Regions from separate parts of the Mus musculus genome. Here region 2 is linked to region 1. A link is a contact called in public promoter capture Hi-C data. All regions are on one chromosome and are shown on one strand. Each heading gives the region's core, a stretch centred on a gene start, on an enhancer-like site or on the middle of the called end of the contact. The rest is flanking DNA. Distances are from core to core; before and after follow the strand shown.

Region 1 (7,798 bases), core at 2,551-5,050:
CATACTCTTAACTAGAAGAGATTTTGAGGCTCATGGGAGTTTTTCAGAACCTCCAGAATTTGGCCAGTGCTATGGCCCTGATATTAGATATGTACCACCCTCTCCAGGCTTAAACCAGGAAAAAAGGTAAGCAAGGTCTTCTCTACCCCCAGGCAGTGGGACACAAGATAGAGTGGTAAACCAAGAATTAAACCCAGAGGCAGTACTCTTCTATTTAGTTTTAGCTTTTGTCTGAGACAGGGTCTTGCTGACATCCAAAGCCTGCTTCTCCAACCTGCCAAATTCTGGGATTGCAAGCTCATCAGTAGGAGCCCTGATAAAAAACACAAATGAGAGACATCTGTAATGGTTCCAGCAGACCTACCAAGATGTGTAGGCCTTGCTAAAGGCCAGGAAAGTTGCAGAGGGTAGGTCCTGTGGAAAGCCTTAAGGCAGTGCAGAGGTGTGCTGGTGATGGTTAATCTGCAGTAACAAGCCACAGCAGGCATGGGGCGAGGGGGTGTGACCAAGTTCCAAGCATGACTGGATACCACTCCTGTCAATCTCTTTGAGCCACTCAAACCCTAGGGCCCTGATAACACCCAAGCTTACACCCATCCCTTCAACTCCCAGCATTTAAAGCCTGTTACCTTACAGGTCACCACCTACATCCACAGGCTGTACAACTTTACAAGGACAACCTCCCCTCCCCGTCTTTTTTTTTTAAAAGGTTTCTCTGTGTAGCCCTGGCTGTCCTGGAACTCAGATCTGCCTATCTCTGCCTCCTGCGTGATAAGATCAAAGGGGTGTGGTACCAACGCCCGAGGGGGTAAAAAAAAAAAACCCTTTTTGAGACCCACAGTCACTATAAAGAGCCCCTTGACTTTTCTCAACAGTGTCTTTGAACCCAGCATAGCACATGTCCTTGCCTAAGCAGTTATCCCAGTGTCTTCAGAGTGTTGTGGGAAGACACGTGCCTTCCACTCCCTTCATGATGTGGGTGCTGATGCAGGAAATTCCCACCATGGGAGCTTCGACATGACATACCTATGAGCAGGGCATGACGACTGGTCAATGTCTCCATGCACTGACGAGGAAATGGGTGAAAGAGGAAGCCACCAGTTACCCCTCTTCCTGGTCAGGCTGGGAGGCCTCTAAAAATAGCAATGGCCCCTTCCTGAGATACTTGGTGGTTGAGACATAGACAAGAACCAGACACAAAACTTTTACTTCAAATAACCCTGGGAAGAGTCCTCTTTACTTTCATACACATTATCAAATTATGTTTAGTCTACATGTATGTGCAGGGGTAAGACGAGAGCACAACACAGCACATGTGCAGAGGCTGGAGGACAACTTTCCAGAATTGGTTTCTTCTGGGGATAGAACTCGGGTCTTCAGGCTTGGTGGCAATCCCCTTCGTCCACTGAACCATCTTGCAGGCCCTCTTTGTTCATTTAACAGATAAGAAGACTGAGGCTGAGAGGGATGCAAACTGTTTGCCTAAGATCCCACCCCCCTGTTCCAAGATCAGTTTTCTGCTACCTCTCCCACTAACTCAGGACCCTGCAGCACTTTTTGTGCCTAGAAAAAGCTCTCTCTGGCCGGGCGGTGATGGCTCACGCCTTTAATCCCAGGACTTGGGAGGCAGAGGCAGGAGAATTTCTGAGTTCGAGGCCAGCCTGGTCTACAGAGTGAGCTCCAGGACAGTCAGGACTATACAGAGAAACCCTGTCTCGGAAAAACAAAAACAAAACAAAACAAGAAAAAGCTCTCTCTGGCAGCAGCCCTGGTCCTTGAAAAGATGCACAAGGATACAGGAGCTCAGATTCTTTCAGAGTCTAAGGCTTCTCAGCTATGATTTAGGATAACCAAAGTCTGCATAGATTAATTGGCAGTTAGTGCCCATCTGTCCAAGCGATACTATGCTGCAAATAAGCCAGGTGTGATGGTGCACTCCTTTAATCCTAGTGCTAGGGAGGGAGAAGCAGACAGATCTCTGTGAGTTCAAGACCAGCCTGATCTACAGCAAGAAGACAAGGCTACAAAGACTCTGCCTCAAGTAGGAAACGCGTATGTGGTCAGAGAATACACACATCTCAATGTCATGGGCCTTATTCTTAGATCTTCTTACATTCACACGTGACTTCTTCACACTGGTCCTCAGGGTTAAAGTCCAGATGACCAAGTCACAAGTTCTACACCACCCATATCTCCTGCCTTCCCCCAGTTCCATGCTGACCAGCCTGGAGCAATCTTCCAAGCCACCTTACTTCCTGCATATTCCAGGAAGGCTTCCCCAGCGCTCCCACACCTCTCTCTCTCACCTCTCAGGATGACCTCTCTGAGAGGCACTATTACTACCATCCAGGAAGCTTGAGAGAGGCAGGTCCAGCTGTATACAAATCTCAAAGGGAACCTAGGCTCAGAATCCCCCATCCCCTTCGCTGACCTAGAATGACATTGCTTTTCAAGAGAGGGTTTCTCAGCTAGGCATGGTGGCATACACCCTTGATCTTAGTACTTGGGAGGGAGAGGCAGGTGGGTATCTGAGTTCAAGGCCAGCCTGGTCTACAGAGTGCGTTCCAGGACAGCCAGGGTTACACAGAAAAACCCTGTCTAAGACAAGACAAAAAGAAAAAAGGGAAGAAAGAGCACAGGAATTTATGCTCCAGCAGAAAGAAAATATATATATATATACACACACACACACATATACATACATAAACATATATATAGCGTACGTTTCAGCATGTCTCTGTTCTCAGGAGTCCTGGCCAGCGAAACACCAGTTCAAAACGACTTCCATTGGCTGAATGGGGCATCTAAGACTCCTAGAGATTTTAGCCTGGCCTATTACCACATAGAAACATTGTTATTTCTGTTCCGCTGCCAAGTCTAAGACAGAAGAGCAAGTGGGCAGGGAATGTCACCTGGCCTCAGTACAGCCTAGAGTAATTAGGTCTGGAAGCGGAGAGTGGAGGCATGCTCTCAGACTCCCGGACTCCCTCAACGCCAGTTCAAGACTGTTGTCCCAACCCCATTCCTCTCTCCTCCCTTCCCTTAGCCACCCTGTTTCCCTTAGGCCATCTCCTCGAAAGTCAATACCATCCATTCCATAAGCTGAGAGCAGAGAAATGCTTTTGGGGGCCAGCGTGGATAGAACTTGCTACCACTCATTCCCTGTGAAATAGAGAGGGTAGGAGGTAATGACCGATTCTGAGACTGCCTAGGAACCCGCTGAAGTAGGGTTGAATTGCCTCAGTCTTTCCAGCTAAGAAATGGGGGCATGGCGAGGCAAGGTTTGGAGCTGTTGCAGTTAGGTGGAGTGGAAAGCCAGACATTATCTATTCCCTTTACTCTCACGTTTCAGAGGGCTCCAGACCACACCCATGCCCGGTATGGCGGGAGGTGGGCTAACCGAACTGACCCAGGTTAGAAACCAAATGCTCTGGGTTTCGTGCTTAAAGCAGATGCACAACAGAGCAGTTGGCCCACCAGACCCTGGCTGCACTGGATCCTGCAGGATCCACCCACCACCACCCTGAACACGAGTCTCACCCAGCACCACCGGGGGGTGACGTTGGGCCGGGAGCGTCAGGTCTGCCAGCATCATTAGTAGAAACAGAGGTAACAGGAGGCCACTCCGGAGCTGGGTCTCGCGACAGGTGCAGAGATGGCGATCCATGGCGTGAGACTGTGGTCGCAGGTCCAAGGGGCTGCTTTAGAGATTAGGGATCGTGCCTAGGCCCGGGCCGCAGCTCAGCTAGTTAACCCCACCGCTCGCAGATACCAGTCAATTAAGACCCGCCTCTTGCTAAGGCTCTACCAATTGCAACTCTCCGCCACGAGCGTCCCTCCCACCGGAGCTCACCACCCGCCCATGCCCACCTCCGGGACTTTGCTGCGCGCCGAACGCATCGATCGACCAACCGATGGGAGCCGCTTATCATCCCAGCTGTCGCCCTGCTCCTACACAGCCCCATCTCACCTCACCGTGAACCCAACACAGAACAATTCTCAAAGTCCACTCAAGTAGTTCTCATTCCTAATTCCTAGCCTTCCCACAGCACAAGGACCAAAAACATGCCCTTCATTTGCTATGGGTGAATGGTCTCTAAACAAAAAAAGAGGAAGTTAGTGTTTTGGAACTCGGGTGACCAGCAGCTGTCCAGGACCTTTATACGGCCTTTACACTGGCATCCCCAGGGGCATCTAGGTTTGGCCGCCCACGTCCAGAAAACTTTTACTGTCTGCCTTGCCGGTAGAAATGCATGTTAGAACCCAAGAAGCAGGTCTGGGAGAAGAAGCTAAAACAGCCTTTCTTTCTTTTCTTTTTTCTTTCTTTTTCTCTCTTTCTTTCTTTCTTTCTTTCTTTCTTTCTTTCTTTCTTTCTTTCTTTCTTTCTTTCTTTCTTTCTTTCTTTCTTTCTTTCTTTCTTCCTTCCTTCCTTCCTTCCTTCCTTCCTTCCTTTCTTTCTTTCTTTCTTTCTTTCTTTCTTTCTTTCTTTCTTTCTGTTTTGTTTTTCGAGACAGGGTTTCTCTGTGCAGTCCTGGCTGTCCTGGAACTCACTTTGTAGACCAGGCTGGCCTTGAACTCAGAAATCCGCCTGCCTCTGCCTCCCAAGTGCTGGGATTAAAGGCTTGCGGCACTACGGCCCAGAGATCAGCCTGTTTCAAACGGTCTGTCACTCTGTAAGTGCAGCACACGAATAGAGTTGGGAGTGGTTTGGATCTGAAAGTCTGAACCATTTCTCTGTAGGATTCCCCTGCAAAGAACAGGGCTCGAGAGCTCATGTTGGCACTTTAGCCCCTGTCCGCGCAAGCCTGAGGACTCAGGAAGGGCATAAGACTGACTGGAGCGAGGAGCTGGGGCCCAGACGGTAGTAGGCAAAAGGCTCAACACCCAGTAATATGCCAACACTCTGGGGGTGAACTGACCAGTGCTTCTGAGAAATAACCCTCTACATACTTCCTTCTGAAGGCCAACTGTGCTTCTGGGACACTGCTTGGTCCCAAGACTTCTGCTCCACCCCCCACCTCTTCCTTCCCTCTTCTTGGTAAACAGCTGACCCCACGTTAATGCCAACAATTCTAGTTTTTATAGCAAAATAGGAAGTTATTTATTTATTAAATTGTATTTTGGTTTTTTGAGACAGGAGGATTTCTCTCGGCCGTTCTGGGTATCCTGGTACTCACCAAGCTGGGCCCCAACCTTACAGAGATCCCCCTGCCTCTGCCTCCCTAGAGCTGGCATTAAAGGTGTGTGCCATCACCTCACAGCTTAGAAAGTTTTGTTTTGTTTTGTTTTTAAACGATCTATTTGTTTTATTTAGATGTATGAGTATTTCTGCCTACATGTATGTGTATCACATACATGCCTGGTGCCTGCAGAAGTCAGAAAGAGGACTTCAGTCTAATGTAATAGAGTTACAGACAGTTGTGAGGCACCATATAGGTACTGGGAATCAAACTGTAGGCCTCTGGAAGAGCAACAAGTGCTCATAACTACAGAGCCATCTCTCTAGCCCCAGAGAACAGGGCATTTTAAAGCCCACTAACCAATACATTAGGCCCCACTGCCTCCTACTTTAATCTCTTGCATCTGTAAGAGGTTGCTACAGACTGGTCTGGTGAAGGCCAGTACAGAGTCATCGAGACACTCTGCCAAGACTAGGAACAGTCAGAAGTCCAGAGCCAAGAGGGGGTGGGGAGGTGCTAGAAGGCTTGGACAACCTTGGGCATTGGCCAGTATGAACATCTTGGCTAAACTATCATCCTCAGATGACCACAGTCCCAGAAGACCACAGACTTCAGAAGAGTGGCACTGCTTTCAACTCTTTCAACTGGGATTTACTGATGCACCACCTCCCCAAGCACCCAAGCTATTAGGAGTCAGGATTGCTACGGGAATGGCTAACCGTGACCTTTGCTGGCACTGTGGACAAAATCGGGAGTTGAGCTCCCTCCCTCTTTTTAAAGACAAAGGTTTACTACATGGCCCAATGTCTTGGCTGGTTTTCTGTCAACTTGGCAAAAAAAAAAAAAAAAAAAAAAAGAGAGGGAACTTCAGTTCAAAAAAGCCTCCAGAGGATCAGAATGTGAGCAGTTAAGCCTGTAGGAGATTTTCTTAGTGATCATGGGAAGGTCCAGCCCACTGTGGGTGGTGCCATCCCTGGGCTGATGGTCCTGTGTTCTCTAAGAAAACAGGCTGAGGCCAGGGCAGTGGTGGCACACGCCTTTAATCCCAGCACTCGGGAGGCAGAGGCAGGTGGATTTCTGAGTTCCAGGTGAGCCTGTTCTACAAAATGAGCTCCAGGACAGCCAGGGCTACACAGAGAAACCCTGTCTCAAAAAACAAAACGAGGAGGCAGAGGCAGGTGGATTTCTGAGTTCGAGGCCAGCCTGGTCTACAAAGTGAGCTCCAGGACAGCCAGAGCTATAAAGAGAAACTCTGTCTCGAAAAACCAAAAAAAAAAAAAAAAAAACGAAAAGGAAGAAGGAAGGAAGGAAGGAAGGAAGGAAAGGAAGGAAGGAAGGAAGGAAGGAAGAAAGAAAGAAAGAAAGAAAGAAAGAAAGAAAGAAAGAAAGAAAGAAAGAAAGAAAGAAAGAAAGAAAGAGAGAAAGAGTCCTCAGGCTTGTGCGGACAGGGGCTAAAGTGCCAACATGAGCTCTCGAGCCCTGTTCTTTGCAGGAGAATCCTACAGAGAAATGGTTCAGACTTTCAGATCCAAACCACTCCCAACTCTACTCGGAGTGACAGACCGTTTGAAACAGGCTGATCTCTGGGCCGTGGTGCCGCAAGCCTTTAATCCCAGCACTTGGGAGGCAGAGGCAGGTGGATTTCTGAGTTCAAGGCCAGCCTGGTCTACAAAGTGAATTCCAGGACAGTCAGGACTGCACAGAGAAACCCTGTCTCGAAAAACAAAACAGAAAGGAAGAAAGGAAGAAAGGAAGAAAGGAAGAAAGGAAGAAAGGAAGGGAGGAAGGAAGAAAGAAAGGAAGGAAGGAAGGAAGGAAAGAGGAGGGGGGGGAGAAAAGAAGAGGAAGAAAAGAAAAAAGAAAACAGGCTGAGGAAGCCATGAGGAGCAAGCCAGGAATTCCCATCTTTCACAGTGACCCTGCCATCTCTTCAGTCTTTGTGTATGTGTGTGTGTGTGTTTGAGACAAGGTTTCTCTGTATAGCCCTGGCTGTCCTGGAATTCAGTTTGTAGACCAGGCTGGCCTCGAACTCAGAAATCTGCCTGCCTCTGCCTCCCAAGAGCTGGGATTAAAGTAGTGCGCCACCACTGCCGGACTATCTCTTCAGTCTTTGTCCACAGACTTGACACTATCCTAAACTCTGCACACCTAAAATGATAATACATATATGATAAATACACATATATGGTAGATACAGATATGTGTGCTTAAGACTCTTAAAAGGATTTATTTATTTTATGTATATGAGCACACTGTTGCTGTCTTTAAAGAGTTATTTACTATTTATGCTGTCTTCAGATACACCAAAGAGAGCATCAGCTTCCATTACAGATGGTTGTGAGCCACCATGTGGTTGCTGGGGATTGAACTTGGGCCCTCTGGAAGAGCAGTCAGTGCTCTTAACTGCTGAGCCATCATCTCTCCAGCCTGTTCGTGGTTTTATGAGATGGGGTCTCTCTATGTTATAGTGTTTGTCCTAGAGTCCCTATGTAGACCACTGGGCTGACCTCAAACCCAGAGATCCCCTGCCTCTGCCTCCCCAGGTTTGGTATTAAAAGTGTGTGGCACCACACCGAGCTTGGTTTTATTATTTTAAATGTCATGGAGTAGGGGAGGTA
Region 2 (7,798 bases), core at 3,545-6,044, 450 kb before region 1:
GGTCTACAGAGTGAGTTCCAGGACAGCCAGGGCTATACAGAGAAACCCTGTCTCGAAAAAAAAAAAAAAAAACCAAAAAAAAAAAAAAAAAAAAAAAAAAAAAAAAAAAGCTGTGGAAGCCATCAATTAAAGGATTTACCAGCACCCTACATGGATGTAACTTTGTGTATTAATCCTGTAGCTCTGAAAGGCAAAGGCCAGATCCCTGAAAAGATTGTGCTTAAAAAAATAATAATAATCAACAACTCTAAAGAAACAACTTAAACTGGACTTGGTGATTGTTGTTGGGAATCCCAGCACTCAGGAAGCTGAGGCAGGAGGATCACCATGAATTCAAGGCTAATCTGCGCTACACTGTTGAGTTCCACACTAGCCTGGGTTAGACCCTGTCTCAAACCACAGAGTGCTTCACTCTGCCACACATAAACTAAAATTAGAACGGGACAGAGATTAGTCCCTGAAAAGAATGACACACAAACATACATATTAAATAAAAGTAAAAACAAACAAACAAACAAAAACAGTGAATCAGCTTTAAAACAAGCAAGAACCAGCATAGTGGTATACACTTGTATCCTAGCCCCAGGAAAGTGGGAGCAGAAAGATCACAAATTCAATCATCCTCTACTACATAGAGGGTTGCAGGCCAGCCTGAACTACCTGGGACCCTGTCTCAAAAAAACAAAAACAAGAAATAGAAACCGAAGAGCCACAGCTGGTGTGTCTGCCCAGCACTCAGGAAGCAGAAGCAGAAAGATCTCTGTGAAATCAAGGGCAGCCTGGTCTACAACAGTGAAGTCCAGCCCAGCTAAGGCTAATAGTGAGATCCTATCTCAAAAACAAACAACAAAAACCCAAAACAGAAAAAATAAACAAATCAACCTAACTAAAGGATATGCTTGGGTAGTGGAGGGGTTTGGGTTTTCAGTTTTTAAGATTCTGCATTTTAGAAGCCAGAGATTCTACAGGCAAGCTTACAGGGCATCGGGACGATGCTAACAGAGCTCATCAAAGCCTGTTTGTGACCTTTAAGCCACCTGTGTCAGATTCTCAGAAGCCTGCATAGTGGAACCTGGAGCCAAGGTCACAATCCTCGGTTTCCCCAGAAGGTCGAAAGAGTGTCCCCACCTTCCTAAATGAAGGCAATTCATTTTCAATTTTCTGGGGTGCAGTGTGTGATTTCTGGAAAGATACCTCTGATCTAGCGCAATCCCACACTCCACTGGTGCAATTAGACCCCGGGTGAGCAGTGGTGGAGTCTCAGACTTAAAGGGAACTGGAACCAGCCGCGGGAAGCATGGAAGCTTGTGGGATGCTGTGTGGAGGGTGCTTCTCCCACCTAAACCACCGGCGGGGGCGGGGCTCTCTACCTCCCACTGGGTGTGCTCTCAGCGGGGTGAAGTGGCTCCCTGCCTTTGGGGGCGGGGGCAATGCTCTCAGCGGGGGCTCTCTACCTCCCGCGGAGCATGTTCTATCTCCATCAACACCAGCCACTCTCAGCTCCCCCTACGTTAAGACCTCTGTCCACAGTCTATTTCACAATGGACTGTTTTCCCCAAAAGCACACACATATCCCTCCCTCCCTCCCTCCCTTCCTTCCTTTCCACCCTTCTCTCTTTCTTTCCTTCCTCCTTCCTTCCTTTTTCCTTGTTTTTTTTTTTAAAGGTCTCATTTCACTCTGTAGCCCAGGTTAGTCTGTAACCCACTACTTAGACCAGGCTGACCTCAAACCTACAACTTTTAGCAATCCTCTTGCCTTGGCCTCCCAAGGGCTGATCACGAATGGGAACCACCACAGCTGCAGCTCACACACTTCACTTCCGGGAGTGCAGGTCACAGGTGTGACCACCGCTGGGGCAGCTCACTCACTTCCCTCTCTTTTGTTTTGTTTTCATCCCCTCTCTTTTTGAGAGAAAAGAAAACCAAAAAGAGGAGGACCAGTCGTAGATGCTTCAGGCTCCTGATTTCCTTGAGGACTGGAATGGTGTCCACCCTCCAGAAGTTCTCATTTTTACCTTAGGTAAATGACTCACTCGCCTTAAGGGGCGTGAGTGAGCAGGTGGTACTATCAGTTTTTAAGTGATCTTGTCACTGATATGCAGTGGTGTGAGTGACCAGACACTAGCACGTAGAGGTGTAAATTAAAGCTGGGTCAGCGTCAAGGTGACCCTGGAATCCCAGCACTGGAGTCTGAAGCAGGAAAATCAAACTGTGAATTTCTGACCAGCCCATGTCACACAGGGACATCCTGTCTCATAAACAAACAAATCGACCCAACCAACACACTGGTGGTTAGGTGCCTGGCTAACATGTAACAACAGGCTGAAGGTTTCATCCTTAGCACTGCTACCAAAGACTGTCGTAACTCAGGCACACATACGCATCAGCAAGCCACCAGGACTTGCACTGATCCCTAATATATAAGCATTCCTGTCTCCAAGCCCACCAAGCTCAACCCTGAGTGACACGACGTCTACTTATTTATTCTCAGACACTCACTGCGGTCCTTGGAAACATCCTAGAACACTCATGCCTCGCTAGCCCATCCCAACGTGCCACTGAAGGCAGGCCGGATGCTCCCTGCTCTCAGCAACCTACCAGAGGCTCAGATTCGTCCTTGGGCAAGAGTCACGTGGAGACTGGCTGAAGGATCCCTGACCATTCCAACCTCAGGACCACAGGGCTGCAGCCTTTCTGGACCCAAAGAAAGCTCCACAAAACCAGTCAGATCTCAGAAAAGCAAGTTAAGACCAACCAGTCGGGCCGCTATTTCTCTGTAAGGTGCACCACCAAACCTGGACCCAACTTCCAAAGCTCACAGCAAACTTTTAGACACCATCATGAGTGCTGTAGATTTTTCAGGTGGCTTACGACTGGAAGAAGAACCTCGGTGAATCTATTCCCAGAAAGGGATTGTGTGTGACTTCTCCTTTTAAAATTATTGCTTTTTGTTTATCATACTTTGGGGATCAACTAAAATCATGAGGGGGGAGGTCATTTTGGTGCAAAAGAAGCACCTAGAAACTAGGGAAAATAGTTAAAAAAGAAACAACATTAACAAAAACCTGGTCCTCTTGCCTTGCTCCCAGCCATTCCCTACAGTTATACAAAGAAAATTCTAGATTATCACAATAAGACCTCAATATATATTGAGTGTTTGAATGTATGAGTCAGAGCTACCTTTTCTTTTTTTTTCTTAAAGAAAACAAAAAACAAAAAAACAAAAAAACAAAACAAAAAAAACCTATTCCTTGGGAAAGCAGCACCTGTATCGAGTATTTTTATCCTTATGAACAAAAACCACAAGTCATTATGAACCGGTTCCTCAGTGACTATACCTAAATAGTGGGAGTCAAATCCCGGTTCAAATGCCTGCCCTGCTGACCCTGTGAAGTCACTCTATGAGCCTCCAATTGCTCATCATTAAATGGAACTACAGTCCAACTGGCTCTACCCAGCAGGTTTGGCGGTCTGAAATGATAGACCGGCTCCAGTAATCAGTTGGAGGAATACCGATGACCTCTAAATACCCTTGGCCCATTTCTGCCCCGTATAAATAGCAGAGCCAGACATATCTACCTTGATCAACCACAATCGATAAATAAGACTCCCAAATCTGCCGTAAATTCCAAGGAAGAGTTTTGTCCATTCCACCCTACCAGCATGGTAGCACGATTTCTTGGCGCCTTCACTACCCGACCCCACTCGGCCGAGTAACACCATCAGTTTCCCTTACCTCTGCCCAGGACATGGCCTCTCTCCAGGTGCCTCTCCGGCACCGGGAAGGTGTAGACCTCGGAACTGAAGCCGGGACTGCAGGACTCAGGCTCCAGCTCCTGGCAAAGCCATGAGGAGACCTGGGATGGAGGTAAAGTAAGCAAACTGGTGACTTGAGGGGGTTCCCAGCAGCCCACACCGAAACCAAGGGTAACCCTTCCCTCGCCTCGGGCGCCGGGATTAGTGGGGAGGACCCCCCTCAGGGCACACAGGGACGCTATCCGCTCATCCCGAAACCAGCCGCCAAGCTCCAAAAGCCTTTGGGGGAGGGGACATCTGGGGCCACCACCTGGCAACCTAGTCCACCTTCCTCTCCTAGCTCCATTTGCATCTCACTGGAGACGCCTTGACTCTTCCGGACACCACTTTCCTTCGACCGCGAACGGTCTCAACGCACACCCGCAGACTCCTCTCGGGTACCCCAATCTACGGTCCCTCCCTAACAGGACAGGTGCTTTTATAATACTAAAATCCCTTCCCTTATCTCGGATCGTCCGCGCTACTTCAGCACCCCACCTTCTACAGGCAGGCCCCCATCCTGCTCCACGCCTCCTCTGTCTCAAACAGGGACCCTGCTCAACCCGGGGACCCGGGAGCCGGCAGCGTGGCGCGCCCCCACCTGGGAACCTGCGCCAGAGGCGACCACTCCGCGCCCGCCTGGACCTCCCTCCCACTCCACCGCACTCAGCCCCGCACCGCGCAGCGCCCAGGGCGATCTGGCCCTCCGGATCCCAACTTTCTTGGAAGAAGGGAAGCGGGACCACAGCCGGCAGAAAAACACAGCGAAGCGGATCATGGGGCACGAGTCAGGACCCTCCACATACCTGCAGCAGGAGCAGGAGCGCGGAAAAGCTGCGGCACCGGGCTCCCATGGCGGACCCGGCAGACGCCGAGCAAACACTGAGCTCGGGTGCGGTCGGGCAGGGCCGGGTTAGGCCGGGCAGGAGTCTAGCAGAAGTTCTTGGGAACTCAGTAGTGCGCCGCGGCTCCCACACCAGTGAGCAGCGCAGAGGCTGCGGCCGCCAGGTGAGCCCGCAGGCACCGCCCCCGGCGCCGCTGATTGGCTGGGGACGCACCTGCAGGTGGCAGCCAAGGAACTGCAGGGCCCTCAACTTCCTCCACCCCTGTCTGTAGTTGGTGGCATGGGGCCGGCCTTAGAAGACTTCCCAGCTTCCTATTCCACGGTCGTTCGAATCCTAGCCTAGCTGTGCTCTGACCCACGGAGACATGGAGTTACAAAGGACTTTATTCATCATCTAGGTTTCCGTTTTGTTTCTTATGTTTTTATTTTCTTTGGTTGGATGAGTTTGTTTGCTTAGGGATTTTAAATGACATTTTAACATGGGGGGAGGGGTGCGTGCGCGGGCGAGAGCGCGATCCTGTGCTCGCAAACGCACGTGCCACAGACCGATTGTGGAGATAAGACGACAGCCTTCAAGAGTCAATTCTCTTCTTCCACCAAGAGGGTCTTGGGATTGCATTGCCGCCATTGGCCTTTACTGACTGAGCTATTTCTCCGACGGTTTTATTTTGTTTGGTAGCTTTTTTGTTTGTTTGTTTTCCAACTCAGGTGGGCCTGGAATTGTCTTAGTCTTAGCCATCCTCCTGTTTCAGTCTCCCGAATGCTGGGATTGCACAAGTGGGGTACCAGACCAGGCTAATCTAATTTTCTAACACCTGACCGGCTCCCTTTTGAGACATAGCCTTGCTATGTAGCCCAGCATGGCTTTAAACTCATCATTGTTCAAACTCAGCCTTCTCACTTCTGGGATGGAGCTACAGGTACCCACTACCTTACTGCCCGGCTAAAATCTGTTCTCTTAACTTCAGTTCTCAGGACTAGGTAACCCAGACTGGCTTTGACCTTGGGACCCCCAAGTAGCAGCATCCTATGCATCCCACATCCATCAGGTTTTTTGTTTTGTTTTGTTTTGTTGTTGTTGCTTTTTATTTTAAATCTTTTACTTACATTGTTCTCCCTCCGTGTATGTCTATGTGAGGGTATCAGATCTCCTGGAACTGGAATTACAGACAGCTGTAACTACCATGTGGTTGCTGGGATTTGAACCTGGGTCCTTTGGAAGCAGCCAGTGCTCTCAACCACTGAGCCATCTCTCCAGCCCTCCTCATCAGTTGTTCTGTTGGGTTTTATTTTTTAATAATTTATTTTGTTTATGTGTATTGGTGTGAGGATGTCAGGTCCCTTGGAACTAGAATTACAGCCAGTTGTGAAATGCCATGGGGGTGCTGGGATTTGAACCCGGTCCTTTCGAAAGGCAGTCAATGCTCTCAACCGCTGAGCCATCTCTCCAGCCCTCTCCCATCTGAGCTGGAAGAGATGTTACTCAAATCTGTTATTTACCTACAACTTGATATCGTGTAGCAAGTCAACGTGTTAAAGGAGGAAAGTCCAGAACTCAAGCTCTCCTGTTCCAGAGATTGAGACGTTTAATACCATAGTCATGGCATAGCCACCTGCACCTGAGAATTCTGTCCCTGGTACATAATTTTAGGATCAAAAATAAAATAGACAAATATTAGATTAGTTTCCCTGTCTGCCTATGGCCTGCCATGTCCGTGTTGCTTGGATATATGAAAACAAAGGCATCTCTCATTCCTATTGGTCCAACCTTGGCAAAACAGAGATTGGGGATGTAGCTCATACATGAGGCCCTGGGTACCACCCTCAGCACAGTGTAAAGCAGGTATGGTGGTGCCTATAATAGGCACATAGGGATTACACGTAGGCAGGAAAATCGTGACTTCAAAGCCACCCTCCTCAGCGACAAACTGGATTTGAGCCCTGAGAATCTCAAGAAGCAACCAAAAACTACAAAATCATATATCCCTGCCAGTCACTAGCCTGTATGGCACTGGGCAAGTCCTCTTCTGTACTAAGGCCAAAACAATCACTGAGGTGTGGAGGCTGTGCCTTTGAAAGGCCCAGCCCTATCTGACCATCAGTATTTCCCATAGTGTTAATGGTGAACCTGAGCCCACAGAGAGCACAGCCTCATCTATAGAGGTGCTGTTTCTAGCCCACGTAACCCACACTAATTCTGCCAGCCTTCCCTGCAGGCTGACCGCTCTGTTTTAATGGCTTTCCAAGCACGCGCACACGCACACACACACACACACACACACACACACACACACACACACACACACAGCAGCAGCATTTTGGATTTCCGCTTCTTGGTTCCCTCTGCTTCTTAGCCCACCAGGCAGCTCAGAGGGCGAGGACTCTGGTATTTCCTTTCCCACTGAAGCTCCTGCCCAGATCATGCCCTGAAAGAGAAAATGGAAATAAAGAAAGGGGCGTCTTCTCTCCACGGGGCAGCCTCATCGTTTATTTTATTTTTCCTCTCAGTTACATAAAAATACATATTTTATATCATGGCTGGGTGCAGGGAGTCTTTGGAGCGTTGCTTTCTTTTGCCCAGCCAAGCACTGGCCTCGGAACTCCGAGATGACTCTTCATTGACCCTTCCATTACACAGTGATAATTCAATAAAAAGGATTTTAGACAACAACTAAGGGCAGCAATACAGGTCAGGTCTAATGCACCCTTCAGATTTCTCATCAAGTCCTCTGGAGAGGGACAGAAAGGGTCACTCAGTGCCTCAGCCTGGCTATGCAGGCTGACAAGAAAGCACCAAGAGGCTCCCTATACAGTTGGGGCTCTGTGCAGTAGTGACCTTCCTCAGTTTACCCTTCTGTCAAACAGGCATAAAACTTCAATTGAGTATGAAGACTCACCGAGCCAGTAGGTAGAGACTCTGCTGCAGGAACCGAATTATGCACTCTCCCCTCCACCCGCGGCTGCATTTATGAATCCATAAAAGGGTGGTATTGATAGCATTACATTAGGAAGGTTCTCGAGTGGTGGTGGTGGTGGGAGATGGGGGGAGTGAGATAAGGTTTCCAGCCCAGGATAGCCTCATGCTAACTATGTAGGTAAGGCTAAGCATAAACTTCTGATCTGCCTATCCTCTTCTCCCAAGCACTAGGATTTCAGGTG

The links. Promoter capture Hi-C pulls out the DNA fragments that hold promoters and counts their contacts.
Region 2: a contact with region 1 is called in a promoter capture Hi-C map of embryonic stem cells. The contact joins the promoter of Cdh1 here to the promoter of Pla2g15 in region 1. A contact is called at or near these places in 7 of 39 promoter capture datasets (the 3T3-L1 cell line, 3T3-L1-derived adipocytes, the SN4741 cell line and 3 more) and 6 of 115 datasets of contacts at active chromatin or transcription factors (bone marrow-derived macrophages, embryonic stem cells, extraembryonic endoderm stem cells and 2 more).

The regions. Positions count from the first base shown.
Region 1 is chr8:106,146,356-106,154,153 of GRCm38.p6, reverse strand. It overlaps Pla2g15 (phospholipase A2, group XV), which reads right to left and starts at 3,800. Exons shown (of 6, transcript NM_133792.3): 1 at 3,541-3,800. The coding sequence starts at 3,667.
Region 2 is chr8:106,600,346-106,608,143 of GRCm38.p6, reverse strand. Cdh1 (cadherin 1) reads right to left here and starts at 4,794. Exons shown (of 16, transcript NM_009864.3): 1 at 4,602-4,794; 2 at 3,737-3,857. The coding sequence starts at 4,649.